2 separate regions of the Zea mays genome follow, and region 1 is linked to region 2. Evidence: chromatin contacts called from public Hi-C data. All regions are on one chromosome and are shown on one strand. Each heading gives the region's core, a stretch centred on a gene start, on an enhancer-like site or on the middle of the called end of the contact. The rest is flanking DNA. Distances are from core to core; before and after follow the strand shown.

Region 1 (5,575 bases), core at 2,284-4,783, 150 kb before region 2:
AAATCTAGACCTCCAAAATCGCCTCCAATGGAAGTTCGCTGCGAGCTACAGCTCCTGTCGGGGGGAGGAAGAGTGGTATTTATAACAGATAGTTCACTGGCGGTTGGCTTGAAAAACCGCCAGTGGAAACCTATTTCCACTGGCGGTTCTCTTAACACAACCGCCAGTGGAAATAGGATATTTCCACTGGCGGTTCTGTTACACCAACCGCCAGTGGAAACTATATTTTCACTGGCGGTTCTGTTACATCAACCGCCATTGTGTTAAGATAACCGTCAGTGGAAATAGGTTTCCACTGGCGGTTCCCAAGCCGGGCCCACCTGGTTTTTTTTACTGGCGCGCGGTAACTGAAACCGCCAGTGATAATTTATGGGTGCCGCAGGCTTTGAGCTCTTTTTTACTAGTGCCATAAGCAGACCATTAGGTGCTTATTTTAGATTATTGTTTGGTTTTTTTACCCACAAATAGTCTATGTATAAACAAACATCTCCAATAGGATTATATGAATTGGATTATATAATGGGTATAAAATAAGCTGGATTATATAATAATCCTGCAAGCAAAACAAATATGTCCTAAGGCAGCTTCGGTTCGCTGGTTTAGGGTTTAGAAAGAGGATTGTGGTTAAAGTTATGGTGAGGAGATGAGACTGGAAGAAAGCTAGGAAGAGAGGGAAAGGATATACGAAAGGCGAGCAGAGAAGTTGTGTTGCAACAACGACAAGCGGCTCACAATTGACCCACTACCCCCTTGTGTAAAGCCAAGAAAGACTACATGAAAGGAAAACAAAGGTGGAGGTGGTTGGGGAAGTAGGCTAAAATGCCTAGGGTTACAATAACCTCGAGAATGATGTGATAGGGTTGTATACGCTAGCCCTTTTATCGATGGTGGCAGGCCTTAACCGGGTCGACCGTTGAAGCTAGGTCATGCCATGCTTGCACTATGGGTCCTTGTCTTGACCCCAAGCACGACACGTTCCTCGTGTTAGGTCGACACGAGCATGATGACATTCGTGTCGTACTGTGCTAGGGCCATTATTTTGGCGGGCTATGTCGCTGACTACCCAACAAACTGATCGATTTGAACATATATAATCGAGAAGTTATTTTTTGATCTTGTAGCACTCTTTTAGTTGTTGGTTTTGCTAGTTCTCCAACAATGAACGTTGCAATTGTTCACCTTGCTAGCCCATTTTTCCTTAGAAACCATATTTTTTTCTTTTTCTCCATTCAATTGAACTCATGACAAATCTCCTTCCATTATTTGATAGAAAATCATGAAAAGAATATGTGCCCATTTGTGCTAGATATATTCTTTTTATCTTCTTACATTTACGTGAACAAGTATTTGCGAAATCCTTAGGAAGGGTAGAGTTATGCCAGACAACGAATTGGACATAATTTAGAAGGGTTATTATATATTACCATGCATTCCTTTTATTTTTGAAGTGAAAACCTATGCCATGAAAATGTGGAAGTGGGATGAAAATCTTAAGATTTTTGTTATGCTTATAGGCATGAGTCAGTTCCACACGAGGACTAGATCCACTAAAACTCGTAATAAACTTAAGCATTAGATCTAACTCAACCTACCAAAACTAGATGGTTAAGGCTAACCAATCTTGTTTAATGGAAGAGGATCATTCTCGTCTTATATTGTTGTGTTCTTTAGCCATCAACCTTCAATATCTGATGTGGCTCTAAACCTTGCAAGCACTACTACAGGGACGTATTGTAGGGGTGGCCACCCATATGTCTCTAGAACTTTAGAGATGACCAACTAGCTCTAAGAATCTATTTCTAAAAGGGGACTTATTCTATTGCAGAAAAAATGCACGCTTTGAACCCACAACCTTAGGGCTCGCTTATCCTCCTTATTTTATCTTCATATGATTGAGAAATGAGTAATTGGGACCTTAAAATAACTCAAATGAAAATAGTGTCAACTACAAAGTTGTATAACTTTTCGAGATGTACAATTCTAGTTTTGATTGTTTCTCCATCTAAGGTCATAGTTTTGAATTTTGGATGTGAGAAATTAAATCTTTTTCTTAGGTTCAATCTTAAATTTTATTTGAGATCGTAGCTTTAGCTACGCTTGATTTTAAATGAAAGCATTATTGACTATAAAGTTGTATAATTTTTTGAGATCTACATTTTTTGTTTTGGTTATTTCTCTATATGAAGTCGTTTAAAAGTCTAAATTTTAAATATGAGAAATTCAAATGTAACTTTTTTTGAATATATGATTTTAAATGAAAAAGGTTATCAACTATAAAACTGTATAAATTTTTTAGACCTACAACTTGTGTTTTGGTTGTTTTTTAACCAAGATTATTTGAAAATTTTGAATTTCAAATGTGAGAAATTCAAATGGAATTTTCTTTAGATAAGCTATTACAAATGAAAAGTTAGCCAACTATGAAGTCTAATTTTTGAGATCTGTAGATCATGTTTTGACCACCTTTTCTTCTAAGGCCGTGTAAAAAAAATCAATATGTGAGGATTTTTTTCAATAGACGGCGTCTATTTTTTTAGAGTTGGTATTGTCTCTAGTCGCATCTACAAATTTATTTGCAAAGATGGCTTAGTTGTCCCTAAAGAAATAGGAGTATTTGTGAAAACGACAAAAAATTAACAATCCCTTCTACCATTTCATTTATGGAGGCGGCTGGTTTCAGAAATTATTTTTGATGAATTTAGATTCAGCAAATTTTTTTGGGGTAGCAGTGAAGTTTTTTCTCCATGCTAGATCGAGTTAAGATTGGGGGTAGGTGACGTGCAAATCATCATTCTACACTGACGGCTTGGTCAATTTTGATGCATTTATGTCAAAATGACAGTGATACCAGATTCCTCAAGAAAGTTTGATGAGAACCAAAGAGCATGTACGGTTCCTGGAGTCCACATCCATGCAAATGCAAATAATGACTGAAATAAACTCGACTTGGACTTGTTCAATGAATCGTTCAACCATTTCACCCATGTTTCAACTATCGATTTACTGCCGTCTGCAGTAAAAAATGTCAATTTTTTTTACACGCACCTGCAGGCTTCACACTGACTGCAACAGGGTGTCAGCAGTCTCTGCGCCACACCTCGCGGCTATATTTGTCATGAAAGACACCATGTTTTTACTGCCGTCTATATGTCAGTTTTTCTTATTTGCAAGCTATATTTGTCATGAGAGATCACACTGAGTTTGTAAAACATGTGATTTTCCTGTGAGTAATTAAGACAATTACTTTTTACGATTCCTTCGTGCATTTTACTAGTGCGGAGAACATTGTTTTTCTAAAATCAAGATTTATTTATGGTACATCGTCTAGAGTTGTTTGAAACTTTTATCAATTGATCATAAGAAACATTGTTTTACATTTTTTTAAAAAAGACACCTAGATTTACAATTTTAGAATAGCATCGGTGCTTTCCTCATCATCCACCTGGCTCTCACTCTCTAACCGTCGCACTTGCAAGATACAAGTACACGTCTATTTAAACCACCGAACAACCGTCAACACTCACCGGCTGCTGCCTGCTGCTCAGCACCACACGCTTGAGAGCTTGTTACGAGGCAATGGCGCCGACGGTGGAGGTGTTGACGTCAGAGGTGGTCGTCCCGGCTGAAGAGACTCCGGCGGGCAGCATCTGGCTGTCCAACCTGGACATCGCCGCGCGCCGCGGGTACACGCCCACTGTCTACTTCTTCCGGCCCAACGGTGATCCGGGGTTCTTCGCGGCGGATGTCGTGAAGGGCAGCCTCGCCAGGGCGCTGGCCGCGTTCTACCCGCTCGCGGGGCGGCTCGGACTCGACGGCACCGGGCGCGTCCAGGTCGACTGCACCGGCGAGGGCGCGGTGTTCGTGACCGCGCGGTCGGACTACGCGCTCGACGACCTGATGCGCGAGTTCGTGCCGTGCCGCGAGATGCGGGACCTGCTTGTGCCCCCGACGCCCGCGCCGAACCCGCCGTGCGCGCTGCTGTTCGTGCAGGTCACGTACCTGCGCTGCGGCGGCGTCGTGCTGGCCCTGTCCATGCACCACTCGGCGTGCGACGCGCGGGGCGCTGCGCACTTCTTGGAGACGTGGGCTAGCATCGCGCGCGGGGACGACGCCACCACCGAGAACGCTCCCGTGCCACCGTGCTTCGACTACGGGCGGCTGCTCGCCGCGCGCCCGGGCCCGGCGCGCGCGGTGCTGTACGACCACCCGGAGTACAAGCCCGAGCCGGAGCCCGTGGACGCCGACGCCGTGGCCGCGTCCGACGACTACGCGAGCGCCATCATCGTCATGACCAAGGCGCAGGTGGCGGCGCTCAAGGCGCGGTGCCCGGGGGCGTCCACGTTCCGCGCCGTGGTGGCGCTGGTCTGGCAGTGCGTGTGCCTCGCGCGGGCGCTGCCCCCCGAGGCGGAGACGCGGCTCTACTCCATGATCGACATGCGCGCGCGCCTGGACCCGCCGCTCCCGCCGGGATACTTCGGCAACGCGGTGGTCCGCACGTCGGTGTCCGCCACGGCCGGCGAGGTGACGTCCAACCCCGTGGGCCACGCCGCGCGGCGCGCGCTCGCGGTGACGAGCCAGGGCGACGACTACGCGCGGTCGCTGGTGGACTACCTGGAGGGCGTGGACGCCATGAACCTGCCCAGGAGCGGCATCTCGCGGGCGCACCTCCGCGCCATCAGCTGGGTTGGCATGTCGCTGTACAAGGCCGACTTCGGGTGGGGCGCGCCGGTGTTCATGGGGCCGGCGCTCATGTACTACAGTGGCTTCGTGTACGTCATGAACGCGGCGGGGAAGGAGGGTGCCCTCGCGCTCGTGCTGTCGCTGGAACCGGAGAGCATGCCGGAGTTCAGGAAGGTGTTCGCCGAGGAGCTCGCGAGCCTGGAGGTCATGTAGTGCATACATATACCTCAAGTACGTAGCAGCTAGCCGCTAGTGCACAGCTGCACGCGTAGAACGTACTGTACTACATGGTTGGTTATACGTGTGTGTGTGTGCGCGTGGGCGGAACTATGTATTAATTTCTGTCCATGCCATGTGCACGTGTCCAGCTGTGAAGTATTTGGATGCCAAGTCATGTATGACTACTATATATATACTGTTTAGATGTTTGAGTCCCACGTTTTCAATTTGTCACTATCACCTAAACCTCGTCACTTCCGTCACCTCACTTCCGCACTGTTTGTCGATTTGTGCGAAAATTGCAGGGCGGAATTCAGATATGCACCATGCACGGCAACAAAGATTATATTTTGGAAGTTGAATGCATCAGGAGAATATTCAGCCCGTCAGCCAATTTGGCCCAATTCATAGGCTCAACAAACACCGAATTAGTAAAATCACTTCCCCCGTTTGGATCATTGGAATTGAATTCCATTCTAATAATAGTAATTTAGGCATATATCAATTAAGCTAATTTGATTTTATACAAAATATATTTATATACTATTATTAGCAAGATATCGAAGATATTTATACGTTACATTTTTACTATAGAGGAGTGAGACGAAGAGTGTCATGTAAGTTACAAAGTAGAAACAAATTCTACTAATGCATAAAATCATTTCTCATCCTCCAC
Region 2 (5,604 bases), core at 631-3,130:
GATTGCTATTAAGGTAGGATATTTGTCAATAGATGTGCTTTGATTCTGGCACGGTGCTGTTGACCGTGCGAGCTTCGGACTGTTCTCTGAAGTCCCTTTGATGTGGAGCATATTGGCTCCCTTCTGGCTGCTGACCTTGTTGCAACGGAGGTGGAGGCGGAGGCTGTTGCCAGGAAGCTGAAGGCTGACTTGCCGAAGCAGCAGAGACTACAGGATGATTGCCCACATATTCTGGGATGTAGGGCGAATGATACGAAGCTGTATGCATGACCTGCTTCGGCTGGGCTTGTTGTGCTGCTGCTTCAGCTATTTCCTTTTGCTTCTGTATAGTAACATGGCACATCCTGGTAGTATGGCCTTTGTTCTCACCACAGAATAAGCAAAAGATTCTTCTTGGTTGATCGCCAAATCTTCCTCCGAAGCCCCTGGCGCCTCTGCCTCTTGGAGCTGGTGGTCGGAAGGAGCTTTGCTGTTGCCCCGAAGCCTGTGAGGAGTACTGTGGCCTTTGCTGCTGGCTCCCTTTATCATCATTTTGATTGGAATTATGAATTGATCTGACATGCCTCGGATAGAATCTTCCTCCGAAGCCTCTGGTCATCTCAGAAAATCTGAAGGCCTCCTCCCTTCTTTGGCGAAAATCATTGTCAGCTCGAATATATTCATCCATCTTCTGGAGCAGCTTCTCCAGCGTTTGAGGAGGCTTCCTGGCGAAGTACTGAGCTGACGGACCTGGCCGAAGCCCCTTGATCATGGCCTCAATGACAATTTCATTGGGCACCGTTGGTGCCTGTGCCCTCAAACGCAAAAACCTTCGGACATATGCCTGAAGGTATTCTTCGGGGTCCTGAGTGCACTGGAACAAAGCCTGAGCAGTGACCGGCTTCGTCTGAAATCCTTGAAAGCTGGTTAACAACAAGTCCTTCAGCTTCTGCCATGAAGTGATCGTTCCTGGTCGAAGGGAGGAATACCAGGTTTGAGCAACACTTCTGACAGCCATAACGAAAGATTTGGCCATGACTGAAGCATTGCCACCGTACGAAGACACTGTTGCTTCGTAGCTCATCAAAAACTGCTTCGGATCAGAATGGCCATCAAATACGGGGAGCTGAGGCGGCTTGTAGGACGGAGGCCAAGGCGTAGCCTGCAACTCAGCGGACAAGGGAGAAGCATCATCAAAAACAAAATTCCCATGATGGAAATTGTCATACCAGTCATCTTCGTTGTGAAAGCCCTCCTGATGAAGGTCTTGATGCTGAGGCCTTCGGAGTTGCTCATCCTGAGCAAGATGACGAACTTCTTCAGAGGCTTCATCTATCTGCCTCTGCAGTTCAGCTAGCCTGGCCATCTTCTCCTTCCTGCGTTGAACCTGTTGCTGAAGGATTTCCAGATTCTGAATTTCCTGATCTAGATCATCCTCCGGATGTGTTGGACTGGTAGCCTTCCTCTTCTGGCTTCGTGCCTCTCTGAGAGAAAGGACATCTTGATTGGGGTCCAGCGGCTGCAGCGTGCCAGCCCCTGGTGCTGGAGCCTTCTTCGGCGGCATGACGAAGCTGATGCTTGCCGAAGGTGCCGAAAAACTCAAGAAGTGGAAGTGAGTTCACCGGAGGTGGGCGCCAATGTTGGTGACTTGTTCTCAAATGCTAAGAGTTAAGAACAAGGCAACATGAAAAGTGTTAAGTGTTAAAGTCCTTCGTCCTTCGAAGCATTATGTCCCTTCGGGAAATAATGAGTTTCGGACGAAGGTCATAAGAGACATACCTTCGTAAATATAATAGGTAATAACGAAAGACTCATATAAAGCATGAGATATAATATAAGCATCATCATGGAATCATTTCTATTTTATTAGCCCCGCGATCAATGCCCTCGCCCCGTGCCGTCACGGACGCGATAAACGCCCCGCGCATCCACTACTCAAGGTCAACGGCAAAGCCTCTTCAAATCGTCTCGCGTGGGCGGGCGTTCCACCGACGATGCCGTCGCCACCGACGATGCCGTCGCCACCGACATTGGCTCCTCCCTCCCCGCGTCCGGCGTGGAACACGAACTGCAACCTTGTGGTGACCCACCCTCTGCTATCCGTCCTCGAGTCATGCGCCTCCTTCCGCCGCCTCCTTCAGCTCCAGGCACTGCTCACCGTCTCCGGCCTCGCCTCCAACCGCTTCCCAGCCTCCCGCCTTCTTGCCTTCTGCGCGCTTTCCGACCCGCCGCGCCTCGCCCACGCTGCCGCCGTCCTCGCTCAATGCACAGAGGGGCCCAATGCATACATGCTCGCCACCATGATGCGCGGCTTCCTCCGCGCCGGAAAGCCAACCCACGCACTCACCCTCTTCCGCCGAGTGCTCCGCGATCGCCTCGCCGTCGACGCGCGCACCATCGTCTTCGCAGTTAAAGCCGCCGCCACTTCCTCCTCCCCTACGGAGGCCATCCATTGCGTTGCCTTCAAGCGAGGATTTATTGGGCAGAGCGTGCTCGCGGGGAACGCGCTGGTGCACATGTACACTAGCAGCATGTTATTACCCGACGCGCGGAAGCTGTTCGACGAAATGGCTGACAGGGACGTGGTCTCGTGGACAACGCTGATTGACGGATACGCGCGAGGTGGCTTGCCCGATGAGGCCTGGCGAGTATTCTGCCGGATGGTGGTTGCTGAGAGTGTGTGGCCGAACGAGGTTACTCTGGTCGCAGCAGCCTCGGCAGCTGGGCAAATGGGGCTACTTGGGTTGGGGAGGACAGTGCATCAGTGTATCGTGGAGAGTGGTGGACGCATGAGCGTTAACTTGGAGAATGCGCTCGTCGATATGTTTGGAAAGTGTGGGTGTGTGGCCGCAGCGAAGGAAGTTTTTGATGGGATGCCCATCAAGGATGTATACTCTTGGACGAGCATGGTCAGTGCTTATGCCAAGTGTGGTGATTTGGAGAATGCAGCGAAGCTTTTCAAGGAAATTCCTAATAGGAATGTGGTTTCTTGGAGTTGCATGGTCGCAGCTTATTCACATGCAAATATGCCAGATGAAGCCATTAGGATATTCAATGACATGATTGCAGCAGGTGTGGAGCCGATTGATGCTACACTTGTGAGTGTTCTGTCAGCATGCGCTCAGCTGTGTTCTTTGGATGTTGGTACATGGTTATATGACACTTACATTGTCAGTCATAAGGTTGAGCTTACACCGAATCTAAGCAATGCATTCATTGATATGTTTGCAAAATGTGGAGATGTCGGTGCAGCATCAAGGTTATTTAGCAATATGGAGGACAAGAATGTAGTAAGTTGGAACACAATGATCATGGCACATGGTTTGCATGGTCAGCCTGAAGAAGCCCTTCATCTCTTTCAAGAATTCAAAGGAAACGGTATTTTGCCTGATGAGGCCACATATATTGGGGTACTTTCTGCGTGCAGTCATGGTGGTTTAGTATCAGAAGGACGGTGCCATTTCAAAGAGATGAAGATAGTTTATGGGATTGAACCCAGGGCCGAACATTATGCATGCATGATTGACCTTTTGGGTAAAGTTGGGCTTCTTCAAGAGGCGTTTGAAGTTGCAAGGAGTATGCCAGTAGGAGCTGACGAGGCTGGTTGGGGTGCTCTTTTAAATGCTTGCAGAATGCATGGTAATGTAGAGATTGGCAAATGTGCAGCGGATAAGCTAGCAGGGCTGGATCCTTCAGACAGTGGAATCTATGTACTTATGAGTCAAATATATGCAAGTAAAAGTAAATGGGGCCAGGTAAAGATGCTGAGAACAGTGATGAGAGATAGAAGAGTAAAGAAGAATCCTGGATGTAGTTCTATCGAAGTTGATGGGAAATGTCATGAGTTTTTGGTGGCAGATGTTTCGCATGTTCACTCAGAAGATATATATGCTGCACTGGGGAATATTTACCTTCATTCAAAGGCAGAAGGTTATATTTCTCATGCTTCATGTGTCTGCTATAAATCAATTCTTAGCATTGTATTTACTGGTTTACGAAATATTCAGGATGAAATAAGAGGCCAAGAGCCACCCATTGCCACCTGATTCCTTGCCTTTAATTTCAGACATTGCTCGGTTCAGAGATAAAAGCATGATTACATTGTTTGTTTTTTATTGTTGAGCGCTTGTTCCTTGATGCTTTCAGACATTTTGTTTTAATATGCAGGATCTGGAGTCAGGTCTGTATTTTGACGCTTTCAGACATTTTTAGATCTAGGTCTCTCTCGAGTTTTTAGATCTAGTTCCGTGGAATTCCTAATTCCAAATGTATTTAGTTGCTTTTCTGATTTCTAGGCTCGTAGGTATGCTACCAGAAATTTTGAAATCATTGCGTCACGGGCTTACTACTGACCTTTGTAGTGATGATAAAGCCACAGTGATTATCTTAGGCGCTATCAAAGGCTTCTATTCTGTTTCTTGGGTTTCTTGCTATCGATTTTTATGACATTATGGGAACTGAATTAGCTTCTACTGTGGTCCCTGCACTCAATTTCTTCCACAGAATCTTGAATTTTTCTCCATTGGTGAAGTGCGTGAAGAATTTTCACCACTGGCTGCTCTTTATCACTAAATCATGGAAAATACCATCTCATGAATTTGAGATTACCATTTCAGATAATTAGTGTACTTATTCTTTGGTTTTCTTCTTTGACCGACCAGAATGAAGTACTACAATGCGTGTCTGTTCCACAAGGTGGAGAAGGATTTCTTGGCACAAATCCAACTGGAACTGGCACCGATGGTGATTCCGTATACAAGTAAGTGGTTCTTTTGATTTGAACTTTCGAAATGTCTTCAAAGTTTCATCTCTGAACCATATAATGTGGTATCCTGCATCTAGATATAAGTAGTGTCTTCAATGGATACAATACAAGTATAGTTTTGATAGAACCTTTCTTCGATGTTTGCTTTTCCCCCCATATGTATACAGTCATTGTTATTGAGGTATCTTATTATTACATACTCTTCAATGTATGCCTGAAAACTATATCTTATTTCCTCAGATTTCTCTATGGTGATCAAGCTCGATTTTTTGATGATGAGATCCGACCAGAGTTGAGGCATTCTAAAACTGGAACTGTTGCTATGGCCAGTGCTGGTGAAAACTGCAATGCCTCGCAGGTGCAAAGCTGCCCCGGTGCCTTAATTGATAATATTGGATGCTCCATTTTTCACCATTTTTCAGTACTTCGTTGCTTGTTTTGGCCTTCAATTTATGTGCTTTTAATGTTTTTAGTTCTACATTACCTTGCGGGATGACATGGATTACCTTGATAAACACACTGTGAGCAGCACTTAGATTTTGTTAACTGATTTTTTTTGTTCATATGAACAGAATTCCTTTATTTGAACAATTCCTGTGTTTGTTCTGTTGACCATAGGTGTTTGGGATGGTTGCCAAAGGTTTTGATATGCTGACAAAAATAAATGAAGCTTATGTTGATGATAAAGGAAGACCATTCAAGGACATAAGGTGGAGTGTTGATTAATGCCTTAGTTGCACCATTAAACATGAATCTCTTGGAATTATTTGGCAAAGCTTCAGGGCTCCATTATAATAATGAGCAGAAATCCAATGTTTACCCGATTCAGTGCTCCGAGGATGATCCGATGGTGGTTCATA

Evidence for each region. Hi-C and Micro-C count contacts between places; a contact is called where the count stands out from the background.
Region 1: a contact with region 2 is called in a Hi-C map of tassel, with 2.7 times the contacts expected there. The contact joins the promoter of LOC100274269 here to the promoter of LOC103629909 in region 2. A contact is called at or near these places in 3 of 25 Hi-C or Micro-C datasets (ear, leaf and tassel) and 1 of 3 datasets of contacts at active chromatin or transcription factors (leaf).

The regions. Positions count from the first base shown.
Region 1 is chr6:118,453,448-118,459,022 of Zm-B73-REFERENCE-NAM-5.0, reverse strand. LOC100274269 (hydroxycinnamoyltransferase3) reads left to right here and starts at 3,533. Exons shown (of 1, transcript NM_001148633.1): 1 at 3,533-5,116. The coding sequence starts at 3,577. The coding sequence ends at 4,893.
Region 2 is chr6:118,304,157-118,309,760 of Zm-B73-REFERENCE-NAM-5.0, reverse strand. LOC103629909 (pentatricopeptide repeat-containing protein At2g22410, mitochondrial) reads left to right here and starts at 1,880. Exons shown (of 5, transcript XM_008651004.4): 1 at 1,880-3,909; 2 at 4,641-4,738; 3 at 4,985-5,102. The coding sequence starts at 1,974. The coding sequence ends at 4,645.